2 separate regions of the Bombyx mori genome follow, and region 2 is linked to region 1. Evidence: chromatin contacts called from public Hi-C data. All regions are on one chromosome and are shown on one strand. Each heading gives the region's core, a stretch centred on a gene start, on an enhancer-like site or on the middle of the called end of the contact. The rest is flanking DNA. Distances are from core to core; before and after follow the strand shown. Region 1 holds the start of LOC101744411 (dynamin-1-like protein). Region 2 holds the start of LOC101743685 (histidine--tRNA ligase, cytoplasmic).

The links. A called contact is a pair of places that touch in the nucleus more often than the background predicts.
Region 2: a Hi-C map of posterior silk gland shows a contact between it and region 1, with 2.1 times the contacts expected there. The contact joins the promoter of LOC101743685 here to the promoter of LOC101744411 in region 1. A contact is called at or near these places in 2 of 7 Hi-C or Micro-C datasets (posterior silk gland and whole pupa).

What each region holds. Positions count from the first base shown.
Region 1 is chr13:10,604,102-10,611,663 of ASM3026992v2, reverse strand. LOC101744411 (dynamin-1-like protein) reads left to right here and starts at 4,390. Exons shown (of 14, transcript XM_038015160.2): 1 at 4,390-4,664; 2 at 5,249-5,393; 3 at 6,900-7,108. The coding sequence starts at 4,563. It overlaps LOC101744267 (TIP41-like protein), which reads right to left and starts at 2,687. Exons shown (of 6, transcript XM_038015018.2): 1 at 2,284-2,687; 2 at 2,053-2,210; 3 at 1,305-1,484; 4 at 1-87. The coding sequence starts at 2,298.
Region 2 is chr13:11,008,723-11,016,284 of ASM3026992v2, reverse strand. LOC101743685 (histidine--tRNA ligase, cytoplasmic) reads right to left here and starts at 3,650. Exons shown (of 8, transcript XM_038014996.2): 1 at 3,340-3,650; 2 at 2,073-2,285; 3 at 1,219-1,440; 4 at 386-592. The coding sequence starts at 3,432. It overlaps LOC101747178 (vacuolar protein-sorting-associated protein 36), which reads left to right and starts at 4,796. Exons shown (of 7, transcript XM_004927761.5): 1 at 4,796-5,023; 2 at 5,092-5,287; 3 at 6,037-6,398; 4 at 6,570-6,734; 5 at 7,447-7,547. The coding sequence starts at 4,928.

The sequences.
Region 1 (7,562 bases), core at 3,141-5,640:
CAAACTGTAATATTATCACTGATAGATCCTTTGTAATCTGTACAAAAAGTCCAATCAAATGATTTCTTCAACTTTTCTGCATATGGTCTAAAATAAAAATATTCATCATATGTACTTCAACCATTGTGTTAATACTGTTATTTGAGTCGTCTATTATCAAAGATGGCAATCTGTGCATTTTGACAAAAAAATGTTATTGTTATGTCAATACAGATTGATTTGAATATAATCGTCTCCTTCAAAGAATACGGTTCAAAACCTGCATTAAATAAAGGTTAATACTTAACCTGTTATTTATCTAAGATGTCGTTCAGAAGAGTTTTGTGACTGCCAATGGAATACAAAGTCAATCATTCGTTTTTCTGATTTACCAATAATTGTCCAAAAGTCACATTGCCGGCTTTGATAATAGTCGACTCATTTGTAATAATACTTTTTTTATTGCTTAGATGGCTGGACGAGCTCACAATCCACCTGGTTGTTAAATGGTTACCGGACCCCATATAGACATCTACAATGTAAATGCCACCACCCACCTTGAAATATAAAATCTAAGGTCTCAGTATAGTTACAACGGCTGCCCCACCCTTCAAACCAAAACGCATTACTGCTTTACGACAGAAATAGGCAGAGTGGTGGTACTTACCCGTGCGGACTTACAAGAGGTACTACCACCAGTAATTACACAAATTATAATTTGGCGGGTTTTTTTTTTATTACACGATGTTATTCCTTCACCACGATAGTTAATTGAGAGCATTTGTTAAGTACGTATTTCATTAGATAAATTGGTACGTTCCAGCGGGATAGGAACACTGGTGCATCACTAGATATGAATGCATCGGATGTCTTATCCTTTAGGCCACGATGACTTCAAACATTGAAACGCTTGTTTCTCAGTCTCTTATTAAACCAATTGGATGCAAGAGGGCACTACAATGATTTGCCAAAACAGTATCTTATCAACAATAAAAATAATGTTGTAACAACTGTAAGAATATTTTGTTTAAATAAAAATAGGTAAGGTTCTAATAAATGTCTATGGGTAATGTAGGTGTCACTTTTGTATAAGTCCGTTGTTTTTACCTTTTTTTATTTTTAGCTATATCTTACAATAGCAATAAAAGGTATCCCTTCTTACATCTACTCAATATACCCATAAATCTTTGAATAATAATATCTTGAGTTTATTAACAAATAATTTTTAGAACTTATATTAGATTGTATTTTTCACTAAATCCAATTTTAGTAAATATGACATCAATTAATAAAGTTAAGCCCACAGATTAAATAGGTTTCATTACCGTGCTTGCATCCACACTTCAGAACAGGACACTTCAACTGGCTCCACTGTGCTAGCCACCCTTTTAAGAGCATCCAGAGGATTAAAGTTTATACTAGCACCGCTTTTATGTGCTAATGTTAATCTGTTTTTTGGAAATACCATATCAGGGAAATGTGGAATCTTCAGCTCTTTAGAGTAACTGGAATTGATAAATCAACTATGAACATATTAATTTTACTTTTAAGTAATGTGAGCATTCCCAGCTAGTGAGCCACCTATTACAATAAGTACAACTCGGTTCAAATTGAATGGTGTTTGAGAACATCCGAACTATCTGATACATATGACTATAACATCAGGTAACAGTAACATGAATAGAGATCAGATTGGACATCGCACATTCTCTTAACAGTGGTGAGGGAAATATTGATAATTTTTCTATAGATGCCAGTACAATGATTGCAATTTTTTGTTATGGGCCAGTTATGGGTTAGTCTGATTCTCATGTACAATAGAATAACTGTTTTTACAATGCAAATGAGACTGACCTTATATGTCAAGGGCAGTGAGTATTTATGTTGACACCTACACACTCCGTTTACTCCTTTAAACTAGGTTTGTCATTTTGTACTCATAATTAGTGGACATACGTTAATAAGCAAATGTAAAACCGAAAACCATAATTGAAACAACGAAAACTCATACAAACATTGCAATTCGGTTTCTATATTTCAGTTCAATCAATTTAACGATTACTTATTACTTACGTGCAGAACTGACAAAATTGGTCGTCATCTCTCTCGCAAACCACCTTAGTGGCACACATACTGGGTAGTATACGGCTGACATCATACGAAATATGCCAAGGACCAAATTCAATGGACTGCGAATTAGACGTATGACGACCGGCATCAACATTTGTTTCCTGTAAGTTAAGAGGCTGTCAGAAAATTTAATTATTTCAATAATCATACATTATGTAAATTGAGGATCTTTACTTCTGGTCGAAACATTTTGGCACGTTAGATATATTTTCAGCTGATAAACAACAAGAGTTTTGGTTAATTATTAGTAATTATTACTTGATGCTTCACTTTAATCTTTGTTATTGCATTTAAATCATTTTATATTAAATTAAAGTAAACATCAAAATATACACCAAACACTTTTTCGGTCACAGTTTCCCCTATTTAGTGTTTATTTATGTATTTATTTCTATACCAATAAGTAGTTAAGTCGGTAGGACGTCATTATGAGTGTGATAATTTTTTAAGGGATTTTATGACCTGGTAACTAAGACCTTTAGGTCAAGTCTTTGATTGTGTTATACCTAGTTTTTAGCATAGATACACATTTAATATTTAAGAGTTCTTTTGACTGTGGTCTGAAATCTACTTTTCGAAGAACTAATTTAAAAAAAATCGATAGTAAACAAGCAGTTGACCCAGTGAATCGTTTTCAGAAACTATAAAATCGAGTTTCACTAAGCTATTGTTTCGATTGGAATCAACCATAATATAAATTACAATAAGTGAAGCACATGCTAAAAATATTAATTAATAAATAAAAAACTTGATTTCCTCCTATTCAGTTCAATTTCAGTTAATTTCATGAATTTATCTTTACAGAAAAAATAGGTTTTCTATGTAAAAGGCTATGTAGTTAGTGTTAGTGTCTTTTTGTATTAACAAGCGATTAATTAGACAATCCACTTGATGGAAAGTGGTCTGACGCCCGCGGACACTGCCTGTCGTAGAAACATCATCTACCTAATCAGCTACCTACCATAAAATGCTCTCGTTGAACCTACATTGATGAAAGAGATGTCACGGCGTTCCTGAAATATTATTGTGTCATGTTAATGATCAACTTGTATGTTATTTTGACGTGATAACGTCTTATAAATCAATAAAAACGGGCTGCACACACGAAAAAGTAACACGTTCCGCCTGAGCCTGAACGTGCAAGCGAGAGAACGAAACTACCGTTAGAAAGGTACGATCGACACAAGTGTTAATTTATTGAAAAAAATAATAATTTTCAATTAATTCCTTATAAAAAATTATAACTCAGTGATATTAATTCAATTCAATTAATTAAAGTATACAATTTTTCATCAGTGTTTCTTATGACGTACTAATCACGTAAAACTATCTTCCGCAAGCCAACTTTACAGGCAACCCATTTTTTCTACTTAAAAATCAGCTCAGACAAATCAAATCTTAAATTCTCGATCACATTTGTGGTGGTTGCCATCACAGAACACAAAATATTCGACAGATGCCTCAATCTCGCTTACCATATTTTCAAGATTATCTTGCTTATATACAAATTCCGAAATATAAATTTTGGGACCGTCGGTCTACCGAGCAATATCACCCGCTTGGTGGAAGATCTTCCCTTTCTCGTATACCTCCACACATTTTTAGTGAGAATTTACTAGTGGTAGGACATCTAGTGAGACCGCACAGGTAAGCACCACCATCTCACCTTTTTCTGCCGTGAAGCAGTAATGCATTTCGATTTGAAGTGTGGGGCAGCCGTTGCACTGTAAAAACGGAGACCTTAGAATTCATGTCTCGAAGTGAGTGGCGGCATTTACGATGTAAATGTCTATGGGCTTCGGTTACCACTTAATATCAGGTGCGCCATGAGCTCGTCCAACCATCAACGCTATAAAAATACAATAATTGAATCTTTAAACTTAGATTTAGATCTATTTAAATTTTAATAATTTTCACAAAATACTGGCATGATTATTTTTACTTTGCCACGTTTGAAATGTGTTTTTTAATGTTGGCTCTTCTATTTTTAAATAAATATGTGTGAACTGTTGCTACTTTCCTTTAACATGAGAATTCCACTGGGCTCATATTGGTTAAGAGCATAACAGACAGTTCCTAGTTGGCTTTAGTACAAATTTGAATATCAGTCAATTATAAATTATTGAATAAGCAATACATTTATTTATTATGAACAAATAAAAAGCAAAAAAATAATTTCAAAATTATTGTCTTTTATTTGTTTCTCCTATCTGAAATCGACTCTTTGGTAAATTGAAAGAAAATCGAACTTATTTAAAAAATCGATTCTTCAATAAATCGTTTTCAAATAGGCATCCCTCATTTTTAACAAAATCAATATGGCTGACTTTTACCGGTTGGCCTGTCTTCTGTCTGTTTTGAATTTTGATAAAAAAATTATCGTTTCGTAACAGATAAACCAACGTGTCTCTTAGATTTAGGCATTTGTAAAAGTGCCTATATATTTTTAAATAATGGAAGCTCTTATACCAGTTATTAATAAACTACAAGATGTGTTCAATACAGTTGGAGCTGATGCCATTCAATTACCCCAAATAGCTGTTTTAGGAACCCAGGTAAATTTGGGCCAGTATTCTTTTAGAATTTCAGCAAGACTATTATATTTTTGAGCATTGTTATTAACAAGGTATAAAAGGCCATACAGATCGTCGTGGTTATGTAAAAACGTCAGTAGAGTTCTTTGTCCTCATTCAAATTAAACTACGTTGTCATTGACCAAGACCGTAGTACAGTTTCATTGAATTGAAATAATATGTACCTACGCAAGAATGGCTTACGTCTTAATAGACATAAATTGCAACAAGAACCCTATTCTGCTTTGGAAAAATGGACTTCGATCGAATCTAAAGCAAATTATTAGTTTTATCGAATGGCAAACCTACTCTTTATTATGAAAAAAAAGTTAGATAGTTTGATAACTATTACGAAATGAGTATTTTACAGTTCTTGTAGAATAACCACAAAAACTAAAAAACTGTCCACAAGAACGACCGTCGCCCGTCGCAAATTGCCAATAAATAAACGCAACATGAAACGTAGTTTTAATCATAAGAAAAAATGATATAAAAAATTATCTGTTCAGTATGGGTGTAAATTCTTCTTACTTTAATTTTTTTTTAAAATAATTATGCATTTTTAGAGCTCTGGTAAAAGTTCAGTGATAGAAAGCCTGGTAGGTCGCTCATTTCTGCCTCGGGGTCCTGGGATAGTCACTCGGCGTCCTCTCATTCTCCAGTTAGTCTACAGTCCAAAAGAAGGCAAAGAGCATCGCTCAGCTGAAGAAGGTTAGTGACATCTCAGTTAATGCTTAATAACAGCTCATACATCATTTGAACCTATCACTATGATTAAAATTATTACCTAAATTGAGCCATAAATTAACTTAACAATCATATTAACAGTCAACACAACTAATTTGTATATTATTGCGTTATAATTATTCATATTGTTTTCAATAGGATAAGAATACTTGAACTAGAAATCTTCATTGTCAGTTATCATTTGTAAAGATTCATATATCAAAGCAATTAATAATTACTCCAAATTTCAAAAGTAAAAAAAATGACTCAAATAGTCTTTATTATATAATTTTTTTGTGTAGTATTCCCTGTTCAAACACATTACCTCAAATGTTTATAAGAAATTTTAATCAATTTGTGATCCATGTTCACTCAGCAGCAATAGTTAGACCAATATGGGTGACTTGCATGCCACTTATTCACATCCATCCTGCTTATTCACAGCTTCAATACATGCAGATTATTTGTAGGGCAAGTGTAGCATATCTATCATCCTATTAGGTATAGGATATGTGAATGTATTCGGTAATCTCATAACACGAGAACCAAACATTTAAAAGAAAGCAATAAAGGTCTTGTTTTGAGTTGACAAAGTGTTCTACGTCCTATTATTTGAGAGTGTGTGGAGTATAAAAAAATATTGTTTTTAATCGAGTAGCACCATAAATAAAATGTTTTCAAAACAAAAACACAACAATTAGGTATCTAATTATGATTAAGTTCAAAATTTACTTTTCTTGTTAAAATCAATCCATGATACTTACCTATCAATGAAAAACTATTATTTTAGTACTAAAAGCCCAACATAAAGAAGCTGCGTCATGGAATCCAATGGCACAGATTACTCAATCAATATTTTCAGCAGGTTTGTATTTTGAGGTTGGAATATTCTAAAGATTTCAACTAATTGGCGAAATCTAAAAGGAAACGCCATAAACCTAAGAGATAGATAGATTTCAACTAATATCAAATCTCGGAATTGTTTCATATTCATGTAACATAATAATAACTTATTTATCATAACATAATACATGGTATTTTTTTTATTTTATTTTTATTGCTTAGGTGGGTGGACGAGCTCACAGCCGACCTGGTGTTAAGTGGTTACTGGAGCCCATAGACATCCACAACGTAAATGCGCCACTGGTTTTGAACACCAGTGCATCGCTCAACACAAATGCATCGGACGTCTTATCCATTAGGCCACGGCAAAAGAATTGTTTGAAGTTTTCTATATTTAAAAATGATTTTTTTTGTAATAATAAGTTTTGAAATATAAAATGGATATTACACAATTTTTATTTTATATTACATTATATGTAACTATTGAAAGTGCCAAAGCTAATAATTACTTTTTGTTTATACAGTAACGGCATACCTACAGATTATTTTACCTAAAATAAACATACTGGTTTTGGAGTATTATGATAAAATTAAAATCTTAAGTTGCATGTTTTGAAATGGTTCATCTAACCTCTTACTTTGTTTCAGGTACTCTTAATCTAGAAGAATGGGGAAAGTTCCTACACACAAAAGACAAAATTTACACAAACTTTGAAGAGATAAGACAAGAAATAGAAAGAGAAACTGACCGTATGGCTGGCAGCAACAAGGGAATATCTCCAGAACCTATAAACTTGAAAATATATTCAACCACAGTTGTCAACCTTACTTTAGTCGATCTACCCGGTATAACAAAGGCAAGTTCCTTGCATTACAGTTAAAACTCGATATATCAAATTTCAATGGAAGAGATGAACATTTAAATCTAAAACACTATCTAAAACAATAAAACTTAAGCTTTTGACTTAACAAGAATGTTGAAGTTAGTTTTTTTTTGTTTTAACATACAGTTATTTAAAAAAGTGATATTCATACAACAAGAAATAGTAAAGCTTTAAAGTATGCCCCTCGTACTTTAATCTTAAGGTACTAAGTCTTTATTAAGCTTAAATCACCACCTTCAGATTAAAGTACTTGACTTATTCACTGCAGAAATAAAATAGTGCTTTTGACTTTTGGCATAGAATTGCTGCATCTCCATACTGTTTGTCTGATCAATGAAGACTCGGATATTAATGTGACAGGTTGCTAATCAACAATTGAAAGGAATAAAAGTACTGCAAAATTAGAAAATATTAGAAAAAAACTGAA
Region 2 (7,562 bases), core at 2,401-4,900, 410 kb before region 1:
CCTTATTGACTTACAATTATTTTAGTTATAGCAGACTGATTTTAAAATAATGTTATGCGGGTAAGAGTAACGCCATCTGTCATCAAATAGCAGAAACAAATATCTAACGAACTAGTAATATCGAGAACACTGGGGAAGTGCAACGCCATTTTTTATCAAATAGCCAAAACACTTATCAAAACGAGTAGTTCTATCGGGAATATTCTTGATAAATGTAGTCTTGTCATGTTGACTATAAAACTGTTGCAGAAATGACATTAAAGCAGTTAGTAGCCCTAGCGCTTTACAATAAGTTTTGTTTTGTTTTATATGAATCTAGATTTATTGTACTATGCATGATATACAGGTATGTTTTATTTATAATTTGTATCTTTTAATGCTTTACCTTATCTAGTTTATCAACTGTGGAGCATGTGGTCCTAAACTTATCTGCGGGAACTCCACAAGCTTCAAACATTCCATCAAGTAATCTTCTGTGGTTCACTTTGAGGATATATTGTCCTATGTCAAGAGCCTCTAGGATCTCTGTCACTACCTTCAAGCATTCTGCATCAGGTACCATAGGATCATATATACCAGCTATGTCAAAGTCCTAAAAAATAAACGTAAATTGTATTGTTGATAAAGTATTCTGGTAAAATATTTTAGTAGTCGAAAATCATTGTCCACAACCTTAACGAACTGATTAATTTTCTGGCTTCTTGGGAAAATCGGAATAAAAATTTCAACTTTAAGACAACAGACAACTTTTTTGTCAAGTTGCAAAGTACCATACATATTTTAAGATCCAAAAACCACCACACCACGGAATTAAATTAAAGAAAAAAGTATTTTTTAAAACCTAATTATATGTATTTGCAATCATTTAATATATTTTGTACACACAGCTGTTAGAAGAAACACAACAATAAGGATACAGAGTACAAGGGCACTACTTTATTATTATTATGCAATTGGTTTTCAAAAAACTCATAAATTACACTGTTTTATTTCTTTTTTTCCAAGTAAGAAAAATAATCCGTGCTCAAGGATGAAAATATATTTTAAAATCTTTTTTTTTTGTAATTTTAAATTGTGTTCATTGCTTTCTTTTTTTATTTAAAATAAATTGAAATTATTCAAACTATCACTTTTTTAATTTGTAATTTGAACAAGCATGAATGAGTTATCTATGACCATAGTTAAATAAATCCAAATCAAATTTTATTTTATACTTACGCATTGATAAAATTCCCTGTATCTTCCTCTAGTCATGGCAGGATTGTCTCTTCTGTACACCTTAGCTATATGATATCTCTTTAAAGTAGTTATTTTATTCATTGCTAAATACCGAGCCAAAGGTACAGTCAAATCATATCTTAATGAAAGAATTTCCCCACCTTGGTCTTTCAAATCATATATTAATTTTGAATCCTCACCATACTTCCCAGTAAGCACATCCTAAAAAAATGATTTAAAAGATTTGAACTAAAATTAAATTAAAGCAATTCAAAAATGGCTTTACTTTTCATTAGTAACATTTTGATATTATTTGTCTATTTATCTATTATTTAAGAACATGCAGTTGTGGCAGACAGGGTAAACAGATATATGTTTATAAGCATTGGTAATGCCTGTAGTACAACGGTAAATTAAAAAAAAATAGCAATTCAGTCAGGCTATATCAGCAGTCCTTAAAATATTGATTAAATAAATTAAGGTTCTTAATAACTCATATTCTATTCTTCATTTTAATCCTTAATAAATTAAGGTTCTTTGATTTCATAAATTTTGGAAAACCTCACTCAAATTAACCATTCTCTGTACCTGAATTGACCAATAATAAAATGATTTCATAGATAGTATGTAATAAGTAGTATGTAAGATAGTATGATAGTATAATTTTAATAAAAAGTTATGTCCATTTAAGTTTGAAAAACACATTTTATTCCATTTGGATCAATTAAACTATCTCAAACTAAAACAATTATTAGAATTAAGCTCGTCTTTCAACTAAAAATAAATGATTTATAGTTAATTATTAATGATTTGTAATGTAAAAAACTATTTTCAATTACTTTTAATTTAATTACCTTTAGCTCAAAAACAGGTGTATCAATACACTCAGCTCCGTGTCTCCTAAAAACTGTAATAATTTTATCCAATACATTATTACGTATTGTCATTTGCTGTGGGTTGTAGTCTCTTGTTCCCTTTGGTGTTTTAAGAGTAAACTTTTGTGGGCCTGCATCTTCTGTTACAAGTTGAGCCTTTAAAGCCAACAACTTTGATACTTCTTCTTTAACCTAAAAAAGTTTTTTTTTTAAATTACTATAATATTTTTTTCTGTGATATAAAACTGGATATTGGTCATGAAAAGAAACTAATTACTAACAATACAATAAAATCTTACTTATTGATTTACATTTAAAAAAATATTTTTTTAAGCCAAGTTAACAATAATCTAGCAAAGTTAATAAGTATAACCTAAGTTTCCTATAAATTTAGCAACTCAAAGAGCATCAAGCACTTTCCAATACCTTGCGACAAGATGATGTTGTAACATTTTTTGTCAGACAGTTTCTCTGAACTGCATTGCATAATCGTCTTGCCATTACATGGGTTTTAAAAAATGTAAGTAATTTGTGTGACATGCTTCAATAATATCCCTTTACTTAACACCACAATGATATTTTCATCACCAGACCTTTTTTAGTACTTATAACCGGAAACAAAACATAAAAACTGAAGAATTCAATTAAATTACACAAAAGATGAATATTTTGTTATTTTGATGATGAAATTACCATATGAGGAGTTTACAAGTTGATGTACATACATACAAGTAAACAGTCAAACAAGAGTGATTTAATTTAGTCCTCTAATATTTAACTCATAAACAAAATTATATCGTTAATTGTGTACAAAATTACTTTTGCTTACACTGTTCATACAAACAGCTAAGGTGCAACTATTTCAGAATCAACATTGATTTCTCACAAACCTGACTTTCTAATATTTTTTTACTATTATATTTTAAAAAGTTGGGTTGCCGGAAATCCGGAAAAAGTGACACTTCAGTGTCACTGAAACTCCGCATATGGTTCCACCACCTCTTGATATATTTGTAGTTGGAAAAATCTAAGCTTTTTAAGGCTTTAGCTACGTCCACATCAGGTTTGGATGGTACATAGCCACAAATATAGCTGTAGTGACTTAAATGCTTGTCAATTTCTTCAAAATTGTATACTTCTTTAAAGCCCTTTCCCTAGAAAATTTTATTTTCTGTTAGGGAAAGGATGGCTGATGTAACATTACAATAAGTACGTGTAAAGATTGAGACTTTCATGTGGCACGTACCCTCTCATTGGAATCCTTCGCTGCTTTTAATTTTCTAACAAGATCACCCTGTTCTTGAATTTTCAATAATAAATCTTCCTGAGAATCTGCCATTATGATTTAAATCTAAATGTTTAAATAAAATTCACTATACTTTCAAGGTTAAAGCGCGCAAGTGCAGTAGTTAGATAGCAAATTGCAGGTCAATTATTTCAGCTTGGTTACTTTCATTTTTTGTTTTAACACCAACCATAACCAATAAATTTTATAGGTTATATTTCGTTTCAGCAAGATTTTTATGTATTTGACACTTGACATTGGGATTATTTTACTTTTTGACATTGCTATGGATTTTTGGCGGGAACCCATTACGGTGGTCTATAACTATTTGATGATACTACCCTCCACTCCAGTGTACCTGCGGTGTCAACCAGTCAAATCGAGGTGCTTCTTGGGCGGCTGGAGACCACAGCGTTGGATTTTGGACTTGCGATCAATCGTGATAAGACCAAAATGATGATCGTAGATCGTGCTAACATCAACCAGCCGGAAGTCCAACATATAGCAGGATGCAAGGAAGATGAGATCCGAAGACATTGCGCCGTGACAAGATCCTCAGTTAAGAGGCTAACAAAAATTTGGAGAGGACGCAGAATAAGCAAAAACAGAAAAGTTCTGTTAATGAGATGCCTGATCTTTTCAATCTTTCTGTATGGGGCTGAGAGGTGGACGCTCAGGATGCAAGACCGCCGTGGTGTTGGAGATGTCTCCTCCAATGTCATACCGCTCTGTCAAGAGTGTACCACTAGGAAGAAGAAGAAGAAGAACTATTTAGCATTTGTGAAAACACAAAAGTGCATGAAGATGCAAATGCACAAATATACAATTGAAAGCCGCTGATCATGGCTAGTTTCTTTCAATATAGCTACTGAAAAAGTCTTATTTCGCTTCCTAACATGTTTCAAAATAATTCATTACATATTTATTTAAAAATGGAAGATTTTATTCTGGTCGCCAATGGTCAAAAGCCAATGGCCATACTTAAGAAAAGAAGAAGGAAACATTACCAAGCCTAATGGAAATTAGAAGCATAGCATAGAAGAAACATACTGACAAGGAAGCAAACAATCTAGAACTATTAAGTCTTTTTATTCATAGCAATATTATATTACCCATGAAAATGCGCTTATAAAAAAGAAATAAAGAATAAAATGATCTGTTTAGTATCAGTCTGTTAAAGTGCACAAATGAAAATGAAACAAAGCCGCTGAACGTAACTTCTCGGGATCCTTCAAAAAGTCCACAGAAAAAGTATGACCACCATTTTACTGAGATTTATATTTCATCCCATGTCATCTCATCTCATTTCATTTAATTTCATCCCAGTTGATTAATGTCTCAAATTAATCATCTTCATTTCATTTCGCTCCATATTATATTAGTATTTTTCATAAAAATAAGAGTATAAACTAAAATAAGACATGACCTAAAAGTCTTAGTTACCAGGTCATAAAATCACTTAAAGAAAAAAAAACCCTTGGTCTATAAATGTTGTTTATTATTTCATCAGTGTATTAAATTTAATTTTAGCAATCAATAATTTAATGTAATGGACAGATTTGAGTATATCGAGGCAAGATTATTCGATGGAGAAAACTATTTAAAACGAGACAAAAATGTTAAAATTTACGATGGTGACGATAAGGTGATATTTTTAAAACTAAATTTGAAAACAGACTGAAAAGCGTTTTAATCAATTGTTTTCGTTTTTAGACCCAGTTCATTGATGGTGAAGTTCTATTAACAACACATAGACTTCTATGGGGAAAACCAGGAGATATACCAAAAGGCTTAGTTTGTTTATCTCTCCATCTGTATTATGTGTTTTGTTTAGAAGAAGAAAGTGGTGGCGTATTTGGTCTTGGGGGTCCAAAAAGAATAATAATGCATTTAGGTCCTGCACTGCCAGGTAAAATAATAAAAATATTTTAAAGCTATCAATGAAATCAAAAATTAAGCTTGATTTTCATTAGTGAAAAATGACTAATGAACTTGCCATTTGATATGAAGATCCTGCCCGGGCTCATGGTTTCTACTGTGCAAATTTTGCTGCTTACCTTGAGACAAGGCTTAAAAGCTCAGTATCTTTGAAATTGTAAGCATTCTTTCTTTTTAAATTGAATTCATAATAAATATAAACCTGTCTCAAGGCAATCTGTATTTAAGATTAGGGGTAATGACTAAAGGTTTGTATAACTTTCTATGAGCAGATGCCAGAAGCCATGACCCACATGTTTTAAGTGGTCACCGGAGCCTATATCAAAGTTAAGACAGCTAAATAATTAGCCTAAATCAGATCTCATCAAAACCTATTAGAACTGAATATGCACACACTTTTCCAAACCACTCAATATTTGCTTTCAAATATGTATTTACATATATTTGTGATTGTTCAATAAACCAATTTGATTATATGTGGCATTGAATTGCAAGACATTAAATAGAGTGTTTAATGAAATGAAATACTAACTTGAATGGTGATCTTAACATCTTCAAAAGTGTTTGTAGCGTTCATTCAAATTCTGTATTAAAATTAGGCAAGTGCCTTATTTTTCTAAATAAATACATTAAAATTTGTAACATGTGTTTACAAACATCGGTATCATAATAAAAATTTAATATTTTGTGTAATACTTAGTATTAACTTTATAATTTAAGGGAAAAGGCCTGGTCCAGCAGTAGTGAGCCCATTTCACTATGTGAAACTATCATTCAAAGATGGAGTAGATACTGCTTTTTACAAAGCTTTAAGTGACGCTGTTGCTGCCAAAGCTTGGGAAAGACAAACTCCAATTGACACTCCGAGAACAGCTACAAGCCCAACAACGGCCTCAAGACCCACAGTCACAGCTGTAAACTCTAAGATTAGGTCAGGCATTGTAGGAATTGAAAGAAGTATAGAAGAACAGCATAGAGCCACAGATCAGAGTATAAGTGTGGCGTTTCAAGACCTCACTAAGTTAATGGAGAAGGCAAAAGAAATGGTATCTTTATCAAAGAATATTTCTACAAAAATAAGGGTATGTAAACAATATAATAATAATAATAATTTCATTTTATCCACATGAATCCTTTTTTAAGAATACTTGTTAATATAAGAAAAGAAAGTCTCATGTAAACAATTACTAATTGTAAAGTATAAACATATGGACACAAAATAGTACTGTTAATCTTGCAAATGGTAATTTCAGGAAAAACAAGGTGATATTTCAGAAGATGATACAGTTAGATTCAAATCCTACCTCATGAGCTTAGGTATAGATGATCCAGTAACTAGGGATGCATTCAGATCAGACTCTGAATACTATTTGGGTCTTGCACAACAAGTATCAGATATGATGGTTGCTGTGTTATTGGTAAGCTATATTAATGTTTTGTCTATTAAAAATAGTTTACTGCATTTAATTAGCCAATGCGCTTAGGACTTACCTGGAGTTCAATAGTTTTCTGAGTCACCATCCTTAAGACAAGGTGTGTCTCAACAATGCTATTGCATATTATTATACTATTATGTGTCATACACATATACGAAGGATCGAATGAGCTTAAGAACTTTTTTAAGTGGTGTCCATGTAAAATGCAGTTAAAAAATATCACTCTAATATAATAGATGAATTATCTATGAAATTTTACAATACTGGCCATTTGAAGCTTAATTTATGTATGACTGGCAATAAAATCAAACGCTTGACCTCATATGGGCAACCGACTTTCTCTATGCTACAGGAGCTAAAGTTTGAAGCTCTACGTCATCCATCGTATTCACTAGACCTTTGTAGACAGACTTGCTTTTCCAATGTTTGACAACTTCTTGGCAAGGAAAATATTCAATACCCAGGAGGCAGTACAAAATGTCTTTGCTGAGTGTGTTGACTTCTTCAAGATGGGCCTTTAAATATTGCCACAGTTTTGGAATAGATTGATACTATGAGTTCATATTTTAATTGATAGAAAGTTAGATTTATAATCTATATATATAAAAATGAATTGCTTTTCGTTAGTCTCGCTAAAACTCGAGAATGGCTGAACCGATTTGGCTAATTTTTATTAAAAGATAATTACTTTTAGGAGTGTGGTGGAATAATGTCCTTAGCTGATGTATGGTGTAGAGTAAACCGAGCCAGGGGCTTAGAGCTTGTATCGCCAGAAGACTTATTGAATGCTTGCAAGTATGTATTCAATTT